2 separate regions of the Mus musculus genome follow, and region 1 is linked to region 2. Evidence: chromatin contacts called from public HiChIP or PLAC-seq data. All regions are on one chromosome and are shown on one strand. The core of a region is the stretch at or near the end of the contact, and the rest is flanking DNA. Distances in the headings are between cores, read along the strand shown. Region 1 holds the start of Rpsa (ribosomal protein SA). Region 2 overlaps Acvr2b (activin receptor IIB).

Evidence for each region. HiChIP or PLAC-seq counts read pairs in DNA pulled down with a chosen protein or histone mark.
Region 1: a FOXA1 HiChIP or PLAC-seq map of pancreatic cancer cells shows a contact between it and region 2. The contact joins the promoter of Rpsa here to the enhancer-like site in region 2. A contact is called at or near these places in 3 of 39 promoter capture datasets (hippocampal neurons, liver and pre-B cells) and 2 of 115 datasets of contacts at active chromatin or transcription factors (microglia and pancreatic cancer cells).

What each region holds. Positions count from the first base shown.
Region 1 is chr9:120,126,423-120,132,032 of GRCm38.p6, forward strand. It overlaps Rpsa (ribosomal protein SA), which reads left to right and starts at 1,344. Exons shown (of 7, transcript NM_011029.4): 1 at 1,344-1,408; 2 at 2,035-2,200; 3 at 2,736-2,854; 4 at 3,696-3,941; 5 at 4,346-4,474; 6 at 4,578-4,743; 7 at 4,978-5,610. The coding sequence starts at 2,068. The coding sequence ends at 5,072. It overlaps LOC115485682 (a small nucleolar RNA gene), which reads left to right and starts at 2,358; the gene lies at 2,358-2,513. It overlaps Gm26448 (a small nucleolar RNA gene), which reads left to right and starts at 2,929; the gene lies at 2,929-3,131. It overlaps Snora62 (small nucleolar RNA, H/ACA box 62), which reads left to right and starts at 4,012; the gene lies at 4,012-4,141. It also overlaps Gm5922.
Region 2 is chr9:119,423,957-119,429,474 of GRCm38.p6, forward strand. Acvr2b (activin receptor IIB) reads left to right here. Exons shown (of 11, transcript NM_001313757.1): 2 at 3,499-3,706; 3 at 4,011-4,120; 4 at 4,245-4,396; 5 at 4,469-4,612. Among named protein-coding and RNA genes, the nearest start is that of Exog, 18 kb to the right of the region's middle. Within about 2 kb of position 1,510, at least 102 of the 459 cell types and tissues checked have an H3K27ac peak or open chromatin away from gene starts, as enhancers often do. A contact at or near this core is called in microglia and pancreatic cancer cells, where this site is marked.

The DNA.
Region 1 (5,610 bases), core at 94-2,593, 700 kb after region 2:
TACAGGGACAAGTATATGAACCCAGTGCTCACTTCTAAGCTGAAATAAGGTCATCTTGACTGCTTCAGCCTGGTACCAAGCGTGACCAAGGACAGCCGCAGGGAGCTAGGCCACTCTATTTTTTCTTTTTTTTAAAGACAGGGTTTCTCTGTGTAGCTTTGGCTGTCCTGGAACTCATTTTTGTAGATTAGACTAGCTTTCAACTCGTAGAGATCTGCTTGCCTCTGTCTCCTGAGTGCTGGCTAGGATTACAGGCATAGGCCACCACTACCTGACCTGAACATACCACTTAATAGATTTTAGAATATTCTGTTTTACTTAACAAGATATCTTGATACACATTCACGATGTGGCAAGTTAAATGCTTTGTTCTTTTTAGTTTTACCGTTTTATATTTATTTTTGAGACAGAGTATGACTATAGCTTCAAATTCATGGTCCTCTTGCCCCAGCAAGAACTGAAGAAACCCAGAGCCTTTCGATGTTAGTACTCTACCACGGAGCTGCACCCACACTCCTCTGGGTTTTTGATCTATTATTTTTGTTGTATGCATATATGGTTATCCTTCAGTATCTGTGGGATTTGTTCCAGAACCACCTATGGATGCCAAACCCATAGATGCTCAAGTCCCTAATATAAAATGGTCTGAGCTGGGCGTGGTGGCACACGCCTTTATTTAGCCCCGGCACTCCGGAGGCAGAGGCGGGCGGATTTCTGAGTTCGAGGCCAGCCTGGTCAATAAAGTGAGTTCCGGGACAGCCAGGGCTGTACAGAGAAACCCTGTCTCGAAAAACAAAACAAAACAAAAATAGTCTGGTATTTTCTAATAACCACAACCCTCCCACAGACTCCAAGTCATCTCTAGATTACTTGAGACATGGAATACAGTAATAAACGCTTTGTAAATAGATGACGCATCCAAATTTCTCCCTGCTCCCTTCAACACTTTTGTAATATCTTACTGGGTAACTACTATTTTGTAGTTCTCAAATGTAGGAAGGAGCCAGTACCAGAGGGGCAGGCGGGTGTGTGCTCCTGGAGTTAATCCTGACATAGGTGGCCCAGCTTGAAGCCTATTCGTCACTCAGCGGACCAAAAGCTACGGACTTTCCACGCTCGCTCCCCCCCCCCCACTCCCCCCCCTCGCCCCAGCTACTTCCGGCCTGGGGTCTGTGCAGCGACTGCAGCCGCGCAGGCGCGGGCCACTTTAACTTCCGCTCCGCGCGCGCTACAGCGGGCCCACTCACTGAATCTGCGCGTGCGCCAGAGGCTTTTTCCGGAGCGGAAGTTCTCCCTTTTTGCTTAGCCTGCTTTGCCATTGGCTGGCTGTGGGTTATTTAAGGACGTCATTTCCGGCCGCCCGTCCTTTCGCGCTACCCGGGGACGGGTCCATACGGCGTTGTTCTTGGTGAGTCTCACGTGGAGCCCTCGGCGTCTCCGGACGCCGCGGGACGCGCGCTTACTAGCTTCCCGCGCCATGGGTGGGCGCGGAGGGCGCCGAGGCTGCGTGTGCCGGGGCGGCTTGGCTCCTGGCGGCAGCGCCACGTGCTGGCCCGCAGTTAGGTGGGGCGGGCGCCACTGCGGGGCCCTTCTGCGGTTCGCGCCACGCTCGAGGGCCCTGTCGGCAAGATGCTGGGAAAAGTGCTTGTGAGGCGCATGGAGATGGGACGGGAACTGCCGGCCAGTCTCGAAATACAACTCCCGAAGCACCCCGATCATGGCCGCCTTTGCGCAACTCTCGGTGCAAAGAAGCAGCTATACTTAAGTAGCTATCCTGTAGTCAGTGTGCCTGCGGAGGCGCTAACTTCAACTGTCCAGTTTTTCTATATGTGCTCTGCTGACAAAGTCACTTTCCTTAGTGACTAGGTGGCCAGAAAAATCGAAAGGCAAGGAGGAATAAGAACACAACCCATTTCAGCTCAGATGATGTGCTGCGCCTAGTGGCATACGCCTTTAGTCCCCCTCTCAGGAGGCAGGGCAATCTTGTGAGTTCTAGTGTCAGAAGAAAAAAGATGAATTTTATTCCTTTTTTAGATTCCCATCGTAACTTAAAGGGAAACTTACACAATGTCCGGAGCCCTTGACGTCCTGCAGATGAAGGAGGAGGATGTCCTCAAATTCCTTGCTGCGGGAACCCACTTAGGTGGCACCAACCTTGACTTTCAGATGGAGCAGTACATCTACAAAAGGAAAAGTGACGGTCAGTTGCCACCTGTGATAGTCAGTTCCTGACTATGGTGCTCTAATGGGTATAGTGCCTGGTAACTGAATGGTTGGTGTTGGAGTGCTACTCTGGCTTGTGATGTAACTAAGAGGATGTGTGGGAAGGGGCCAGAGGTCATGGAGGACTGACTGACCCTGCACACTATTAAAGCTCAGAGTGGAGGCCAGTCTTGGCCAGTGAACTTCTGAGTGTCGGAAGTGTGCTACATTGAATTTATGGCAGGATTTTCGCTAACACCAGTAGAGCTTGCCTCTATGACTGGAGTTTGGTAGTGGTCACTGCCACATGCGTATGCCTTACCTTCCCACAGTGTCCATTCACAAGGCTATGAGGCTAGCAAGCCTGTCTGGGACACCCACTTTAAACTACTTGTTGCTGGGTGTGGTGGTTTCACACCCTTTAATCCTAGTGTTTAGGAGGCAGTCAGGAGTCTGATCAGCCAGGTCTGCAGAGTGACTGCCAGACTTCCTGCCTTGGGAAGCTCCTCAGAGAGTTCCGTTTGCTGGCCTAGGTATCTACATCATAAACCTGAAGAGGACCTGGGAGAAGCTGTTGCTCGCAGCTCGAGCTATTGTTGCCATCGAGAATCCTGCTGACGTCAGCGTCATCTCCTCCAGGAACACTGGCCAGGTTTGTGGCATGCATGTGCTTTTGTTTGGGGGTCAGTAATCGATAGAGTACATTGGGCATACAAAGCAAAGTATCCAACGTGGACAACCCAGGAGGTCACTCTCCCTGGGCTCTGTCCTAGTGGCATAGGGGAGCATAGGCCTTGCCCAGTGACGTACAGTCCCTTTCCACGGCGTTGGAGATGAAGCTGGGCTTTGTGCCCGCGCCTGCATATTCCTACGACTTCTCAGAGTCCTGTGGACAGTGACTGAGGAGGCAAACCATGCAGGAAACAGTGCTGACTCGGTGGCAAACAGAGCTTTGTGTTAGAGGAAATTGGTGCTGACTTAAGGGAAAGGCAACGTCAGACACAAACAAAATAGCCAAGTTAAGTCTTTGTTAACATGTATATCAGTTGATAAAACAATGAGATATGAACTGTTGAGATAGTTTTGGTACGTGGTGGCTTAAAACCATCCATAGTTCTGTTCAAGGAGATCCAATACCAAACCACCATGTGTGGGGGTGATATACTTTTGTACATTGCAGGATAACCACTCCTAAATTAACTAAAGAACTATCCACAAACAGAGGAGGGGGGGTGATGAGCTTGCTCTGTGTTCGGATAAATTTGTCAGGTGTTTGCTGAGTACCTGTAACTGTCCTTTGGGGGGCTTGGGCATGTGAGAAACTTGAGTCAGGTGCCTCACACTAAGGCATCATGCAGGTGTTACAGTTAGCCTAAGAATGTGCTTCAGCACAGTACTTTGATGCTTTGGTGTTTGATAGGTGACTAGAAGTGGGTATCAGCAGTTTCCTCGTGAAGCATGCATGATAATGCTGACTCAATCTCCCTTCAAAGCGAGCTGTGCTGAAGTTTGCTGCTGCCACAGGAGCCACTCCGATCGCTGGCCGCTTCACACCTGGGACCTTCACTAACCAGATCCAAGCAGCCTTCAGGGAGCCACGGCTTCTAGTGGTGACCGATCCCAGGGCTGACCATCAGCCACTCACAGAGGCCTCTTATGTCAACCTGCCCACCATTGCTCTGTGTAACACAGATTCTCCCCTGCGCTATGTGGACATTGCCATCCCATGCAACAACAAGGTACTTGGTCTTGCAGAGCTGACAGAGGCACTGGGGAAGCCTTCACCGTCCCCTGCACATTGTTAGAGCTTGGAGTTGAGGTCACACGCTGGTCGATGAACTCACAAGTGTAGGTAGTGTGCTAAAAGAGTGGCAAGGTTTTCGCTAACACCCCACTCTGGTCCAGTGAGTGGGGTTTGATAGTAACCTTTGCTACAAAATTGATGCATGAACTGAGCCTGTGTGTTCTCATAAGTGAATGTTAAGAGATTTGTTAGTGTTTGGGGGAAGGGGGTCATTTTGTGTGTGCCCAGTGTATTCCTGTACCTCGGGCAATGAGCTGCCATTTGGGTGTGTGGAATCTAAGACTTGGGCTGGTGACATGAGTCGGGCTGGCTTGTGTTTAATAACTATCCTCCTTACAGGGAGCTCACTCAGTGGGTCTGATGTGGTGGATGCTGGCCAGGGAAGTACTCCGCATGCGAGGTACTATCTCCCGTGAGCACCCCTGGGAGGTCATGCCTGATCTTTACTTCTACAGAGACCCAGAGGAGGTAAGGCTTTCTCTAGTATATGCTGGGGCCACAAGGGATGGGCAGACCTTGGTTCTGGTTCAGTGAAGCTAATTTTGTCCCTTCTGTGCTTTTAAAAAACTAGATTGAGAAGGAGGAGCAGGCTGCTGCTGAGAAGGCTGTGACCAAGGAGGAATTCCAGGGTGAATGGACCGCACCAGCTCCTGAGTTCACTGCTGCTCAGCCTGAGGTGGCCGACTGGTCTGAGGGTGTGCAGGTTCCCTCTGTGCCCATCCAGCAGTTCCCCACGGGTGCGTATCAAGGCCAGGGCATCAGGCTGCCAGGGAGCTTTTACAGTGTGGGGTTGTGAGAGATTGGCGAAGCTTCAGTGGCCATGAGTGACTCTGGGTGACTTCAGTGGCTCCTGACACTGGATGGGCGGGCGGGTGGATACACTGTGTCTTGACACTGCTCTTGGGGTAATTTGGGGAAAGTTATACTCCTTTCCTAGAGCTGATGATTTTTTTTTTGTACTTTCTTAACAGAAGACTGGAGTGCACAGCCAGCCACTGAGGATTGGTCAGCAGCTCCCACAGCGCAGGCCACTGAGTGGGTTGGAGCCACCACTGAGTGGTCCTGAGCTGCTGTGCAGGTGCCTGAGCAAAGGGAAAAAAGATGGAAGGAAAATAAAGTTGCTAAAAGCTGTCTTATGGTCCTCACTGCAGACTGTACCTGGATTGGCATTTGGCTATACAACAGAGGCATGGTCCTACTGACATGTTTTGTGTTGAATACTTAAGCATGTGAACACATGGGTTTTTTTTTTTTTTAATGTAAAATGTAGTAACACAATGTTTAGGTGGCTTTGGTGTTAGCTCTGGAGACTTCATGTGTCATCTAGGTGAGGTGTTCTTTAACACAGGGTCTCTGTTCTGTCATGCCTCATAGATCCTTCTACCTCCAGATTGGAGAGGGAAAAGGCTTATGTCACTGAACCTGGCCAGATTGGGATTTTGTGTCCCAGGAACAAAGTTAATGCTAAAAAGTTAATGCCTTGGTGAGACTGATAGTCTGATGGTGTGAATTCACAGTAAGTGGTTGGGATTGCCAGATGGAATTCCCTGAGCTGCCGTGACAGGTGGCATTGCAGAAGTGAAGGATTCAGGAATTTGAGTGTT
Region 2 (5,518 bases), core at 260-2,759:
GTGCTGTGTTTGATCAGCCGACAGAACTGCAGGAAAGAAAAGAAAACAAGGAACAAATGGAGATTGGAATAGAGTTTAACCATGAATGTGTTAGGACTCCGGTTTTAAGGAAGCATTAGATTGAATTGTAGAAAGCTCAAGTGGGCAGAAAGCTTTGAAATGAAAGTAGGAAGGAAAAGATAAATTGGGAAAACGCCACAAGAAATGTTCTAGGTAAGTTAGCACCAGCTAGACATACTCACCTTCTCCACAGACAGGGTTTCTCTGTGTAGCCCTGGCTGTCCTGGAACTCAAACTCAGAAATCTGCCTGCCTCTGCCTCCCAAGTGCGGGAGTGTCAGGACTAAAGGCGTGCACCACCACCACCTGGCCTTTTGATAGCATGAACAAAAAATGGTTACTGCACAGCGATACCCATGAGCATAGACTTCCCTCAGCATAAGGAGAAGGTACCTGGCCAGGAAGTGGGAAGGCTGGCCAGTGTTCCCAGGGGAGCTCGGCTGAGGGTGTGCCTCGGTGGGCTGCTCTCGGAAACTGGGTCGATTGTTTTGGAGAAGGATTTGGAAGAATGTACTGAATCAAAGCTGCTTAGGCTCAGCATTCCCAGGACGGGAGGAAACGCTCACCAAGAAGCTTCATGCGTGATGGCTTTGCTCACATGACAGCTGTACATAACCCGAGGGTCCAGCCGGTGAACCAGGTGAGGTCACACTGGGCAGTCCCTGGGCTCCGAAACATGGAACTTCAGGATGTGGCCTGCAAAGAGCCTTAACCTCTGCTTCACTTAGTTCTGTCATCTTAGGGGTTCACTCGGGGTTCTCCATCATACAGTGCCTGGGGTGTGACAAGTGGGTGTTAGTCTAGGTGACACATAAATACAGATGAGGCCAAAAAGTAGAATTAAAGTGGTTTGGTTCTCTGGAGTAAGGATTTAAAAGAAACTTGTTTTATGGTGTTGGTATTTTGCATGAATGTGCATGCACACAGTGTGTGCATTGCCGCTGGAACTAGAGTTCCAGGTGGTTGTGAGCCACCACGTGGATGCTGGGAACCAAAGCCATTTGTTTTCAACCAAAGAATAAGTTCTTGTAACCACTAGCCCCACAGTGAAGGATTCTAAGATAAACTGTAGTTACTTGACGGGTTCTTTCCTCCCAGTCTGCCAATATGGGTTCATGCATATGTGCGGGGTGTGTGTGTGTGTGTGTGTGTGTGTGATGCTCCAGCCTTGCCCACCCTTTCTCTTCTGTAGGTTCCCCTTCTGTAGCCACCCTGGTTGTGGTCCTGGGGACTGATGGAAATGCAGCTGTGTAGGGTGGGGAGGCAGGGCCAGTTGGGGAGACTCCTGACCTGGCTGCTAGGCTGTGGGCGGGAGGCCTTCATCTATTAAAGGGCTCTGTGGCCTTGTGGTTGGAATTTTGCCATATGCTATAAATAGCCAGTGTGAGAGTGTGAAGAAATGGAGCCAGGGAGGAGAGAGGAAACGGGAGGCCCCCTGGGTCTCCAGCTGGCAGTGGCCAGGGTGTGGTGTGGGAAGGGTGTGGAATGTCACATGGGATGCAGAGCTGCAGGCAGGCTTGGTGTGGGGCCTGGACTGGAAGGATCGCTACAACCCTAGGAGGCAGGTGCTGTCAGTCACCTCTCAGAGAGTGGCTAGGTGACTTGCCCCAGGCGCACAGCTGTGAGGCATCAGCAGTCTGGCCAGCTCAAAGCTGCTCTGCAGGGTCGGCTCTGGGCAGGTCTGGGAGGTCGGTGGCTCCAGTGAGCTGTTGGGTCCTCTCTGAGGCTTCATGTTGCCTTCTCAGGCTTCTCCACTGGGATCCTATGGTTGTGCCAGAGGGGCTGGTGCCTGACACTGGCCTGGAGCTAGGCCAGGCTGAGGTCTACTCTGTTTGTTGTTGCCCTTGTGACTCCAGGGGCTGATTGTAGTCTGAATGGAGGTGGACACTCTCCTGAGTCATGGGTGTAGGTCAGAGGTGGAGCGGACAGTACACACAAAGTCCAGGTTCCATCCTCAGCATCTATAGCAGGGGTCTTGCTTCGTGTTGAAGCCATCCCTCCTTCTTGTCCCCTCTGCTCATAGTCTGTCCACGCCATCTGTTACATAGGAACCCGTTCTGTGCTCAGCAGCTCAGGGCCAGCCTTGCAGGCCTGTGGGGGAAGCTGGGCATCTGGGAAGCAATTGCAGAGGACACTTAGGAGTGTTTGCGCTCCACACATGCTTTCGCTTCCTCCCGCGGGAGAAGGAGCTGTGTCCTCCCTGGACGGGGTGCTTCACATAGCTCCACTACCCACTCCTGCCACAAGTAGCCAGGGCTTGTAGACACTCTAGGTGCCACCCTGGCTTCCGGCGCTGGCTCGGGCTTTGTTTCCGGCCTATACTCATCCCTTAGAGTCTCATCCACAACCTAAAGCCTTGTGCTTGAATAAGGTCCTGGTTGGGAGAAGCCGGTGCACACCCTGTCTGAGCCCCATTCTGGATACCGAGACCCTTCTGGGCCAGGCTGAGTTCTAGCCACCTGGCAGGTTGTCACCACAAGTGTCAGGGCCTAGGCCAACAGGACCTGGCATGGCTAGGGCTGAGGCTGGGTTCTGCCATTCTGACTGGGTAGCATTCTGACCTTCCGGGTCCTACCTGGAGCCCTAAGACTGGCGTCTTGCCCAGTTGGGGCCTCCCTGGGAGGAGCTTTTGCCTGCCGCCGTGAGATCTTGTGAGCATGTCTTGAGGGTTCCTCTTCCAGAACGGCCAGTCAGGATCCTCCTGTCTGCAATGGGCCCTGGGGAACCAAGCAGTGTTAGCAGTTGGCACCCTGCCAACCTCGGGTCAGGTGGGAGCCCCCTCCCTGATGCCCCTCTGGCCTCAGGTGGGTTATTGGAGTAGGCTGGGTGCCAGTGGATTGAGGTGCAGCAAGGCTAAGTCAGCGCTCTTTCCCGTTAGGGTGTCTGCATAAGGTTGTCAACGAGGTAATAAATGCCACACGCCCTCCGGATGTCCCACGAGGGAACAGGATACCTTTGGGATTTGTGTATTATTTCCCGTCCTATATCTAAAAGGTTCATGGGGTCATAGTGGGGCAAAAAAGGGGCACGCGCAGGGGTAGGGGTGGAGTAAGTGGGCAAAGGTGTGATGAGTGTTTGGTGTGTTCAACCATCTGCAATCGTAGCTTAGCCCTCCTGTCTGAGAAAAGTGACCCTTGGTGACCCTGGGAGCTTACCCTTTTCCTGTAAGCGTAGCTGTTCTTCAGTACCTGGTGAACACAGGTGAGAAAGAGCGCAGGAAGGTCCCAGGAAGGTCCCGCTTCCAGGTTGGTGTGGGCAGGGAATGGAGGAACACTAGCCTGGTCTTCGTAAAAGGTGTTGATGTGTGGGTGGTAAGGGGGCCAGTATCGAGAGCAGAGGGGTGGGTTGGCATCTTCACCAAGCACCTTCAGCAGGCGTCGTCTCCAGGACTGGTTACAAGTCACCTCACCGTGCTCAGCCTCTCTTCTCTCGGGCGCAGGTTCCGGGCGAGGGGAGGCTGAGACTCGGGAGTGCATCTACTACAACGCCAACTGGGAGCTGGAGCGCACCAACCAGAGCGGCCTGGAGCGCTGCGAGGGGGAACAGGACAAGCGGCTGCACTGCTACGCCTCGTGGCGCAACAGCTCGGGCACCATCGAGCTGGTGAAGAAGGGCTGCTGGCTAGATGACTTCAATTGCTACGACAGGTACACAGGGGAGCGGGAGCGTTCCCGCTGCCGTAGCCCGCTGCACTTGGCCACCCACTGATCTCAGGGTCTCTTCGGAGGCACTACCCAGAATCCCAAGCCCCTGTTCTGGTGTTTGCTCTCCTCAGCTCAGGCAGCATTTCCATGCCTGCCTGCCCCTCTCAGCCTTGAGTCACACTCTTCAAGGGACGTGGGGTCACCCTAACTGCTGATGTTTCTGAAGCTGCGCTGCCTGGGGGGAGGGGCCGGGGAGAGTCTTTCCGTCCCTGCCGGGGAGTTTGTAACGGGGACCCTGGGCCCTCAGGCAGGAGTGTGTGGCCACCGAGGAGAACCCCCAGGTGTACTTCTGCTGCTGCGAAGGCAACTTCTGCAACGAGCGCTTCACCCACTTGCCGGAGCCTGGGGGCCCAGAAGGTGAGGGGCCTGTGGGAAGAGGGTCTGAGTGTGGCACTGTGGAGCCAGTGGGGAGTGCTTGCAGGGCCGGCTGGAGTGTTAGAGTGGGCGGGCTGTGTGACACAGGGCTCCATGTGTCCCCCAGTCACGTACGAGCCACCCCCGACAGCCCCCACCCTGCTCACGGTGCTGGCCTACTCGCTGCTGCCCATTGGAGGCCTCTCTCTCATCGTCCTGCTGGCCTTCTGGATGTATCGTCATCGGAAGCCTCCCTACGGCCATGTGGACATCCATGAGGTGAGACAGTGCCAGCGTTGGGCAGGGAGAAGGGACGGCTGTGCGGACTCCTTTAAGCCCTTGCCTTTCCAGGACCCGGGGCCTCCGCCCCCATCCCCTCTGGTGGGCCTGAAGCCACTACAGCTGCTGGAGATCAAGGCTCGGGGCCGCTTTGGCTGCGTTTGGAAAGCTCAGCTCATGAACGACTTTGTGGCTGTGAAGATCTTCCCACTTCAGGTGAGCTTTTGGGGGTCTCCAGGCCATCTTCTCTCACTGTGGTCCAAGCGGGAGTGTCTTTCCATGGGGCAGTCGACTGTCCAGGATTCTGATTCAGTACTGAGAGTCCATCAGAGGATTAGGGTCAGACGCCATGTTGGTTTTGGGTTCTGCCATTACTTCCGTGTTGTGTATGCAGTTTGCATGTTTTGTGTACGCACAGGTCTGTGTGTGGAGGCCAGAGAATGAATCCCTTTATTGGACTCCTTTTTATTTTTTTGGAGACAGGATTTCAGTATGTAATCCAGACTGGCCTAGAACTTGTCATATAGACCAGGCTGGCCTTGAACCAAAAGTCTACCTGCCTCCACCTCCCAGATGCTAGAATTAAAGGTGTGCACCACCAAACCTGGCTCTCTACTTTTTACAGTTCTTTATTTTTATTCCTTTTTAATGAAAAAAAAAATTTTTTTTTTTTTTCTGTTTTTTCGAGACAGCCCTGTGTAGCCCTGCTGTCCTGGAACTCACTTTGTAGATCAGGCTAGCCTCGAACTCAGAAATCCACCTGCCTCTGTTTCCCAAGTGCTGGGATTAAAGGCGTGCGCCACCACCGCCTGGCCCTCAGTGAAAATATTTTTATGTGTGCAGGTGCTTTTTTTGCCCGCATGTATCTATGTGTCCTGCATGTGTGCCTGGTGCCTGAAGAAGCCAGAAGGGAGTGTTGGGTCCTTGAGACTGGAGTTATAGACAGTTGTGAGCCACCATACATGTGCTGGGAATTGAACCCGGGTGCTCAGGGAGAGTGGCAGTGCTCTTAACCTCAGAGCCACTTCTCTAGCCTCTACGTTTTAAGATTTTTTGAGACAAGGCCTCTCTTAGCCTGGAACTCACCGGTTTGGTTGACGAGTTGGCAAACAAGTCCCAGGA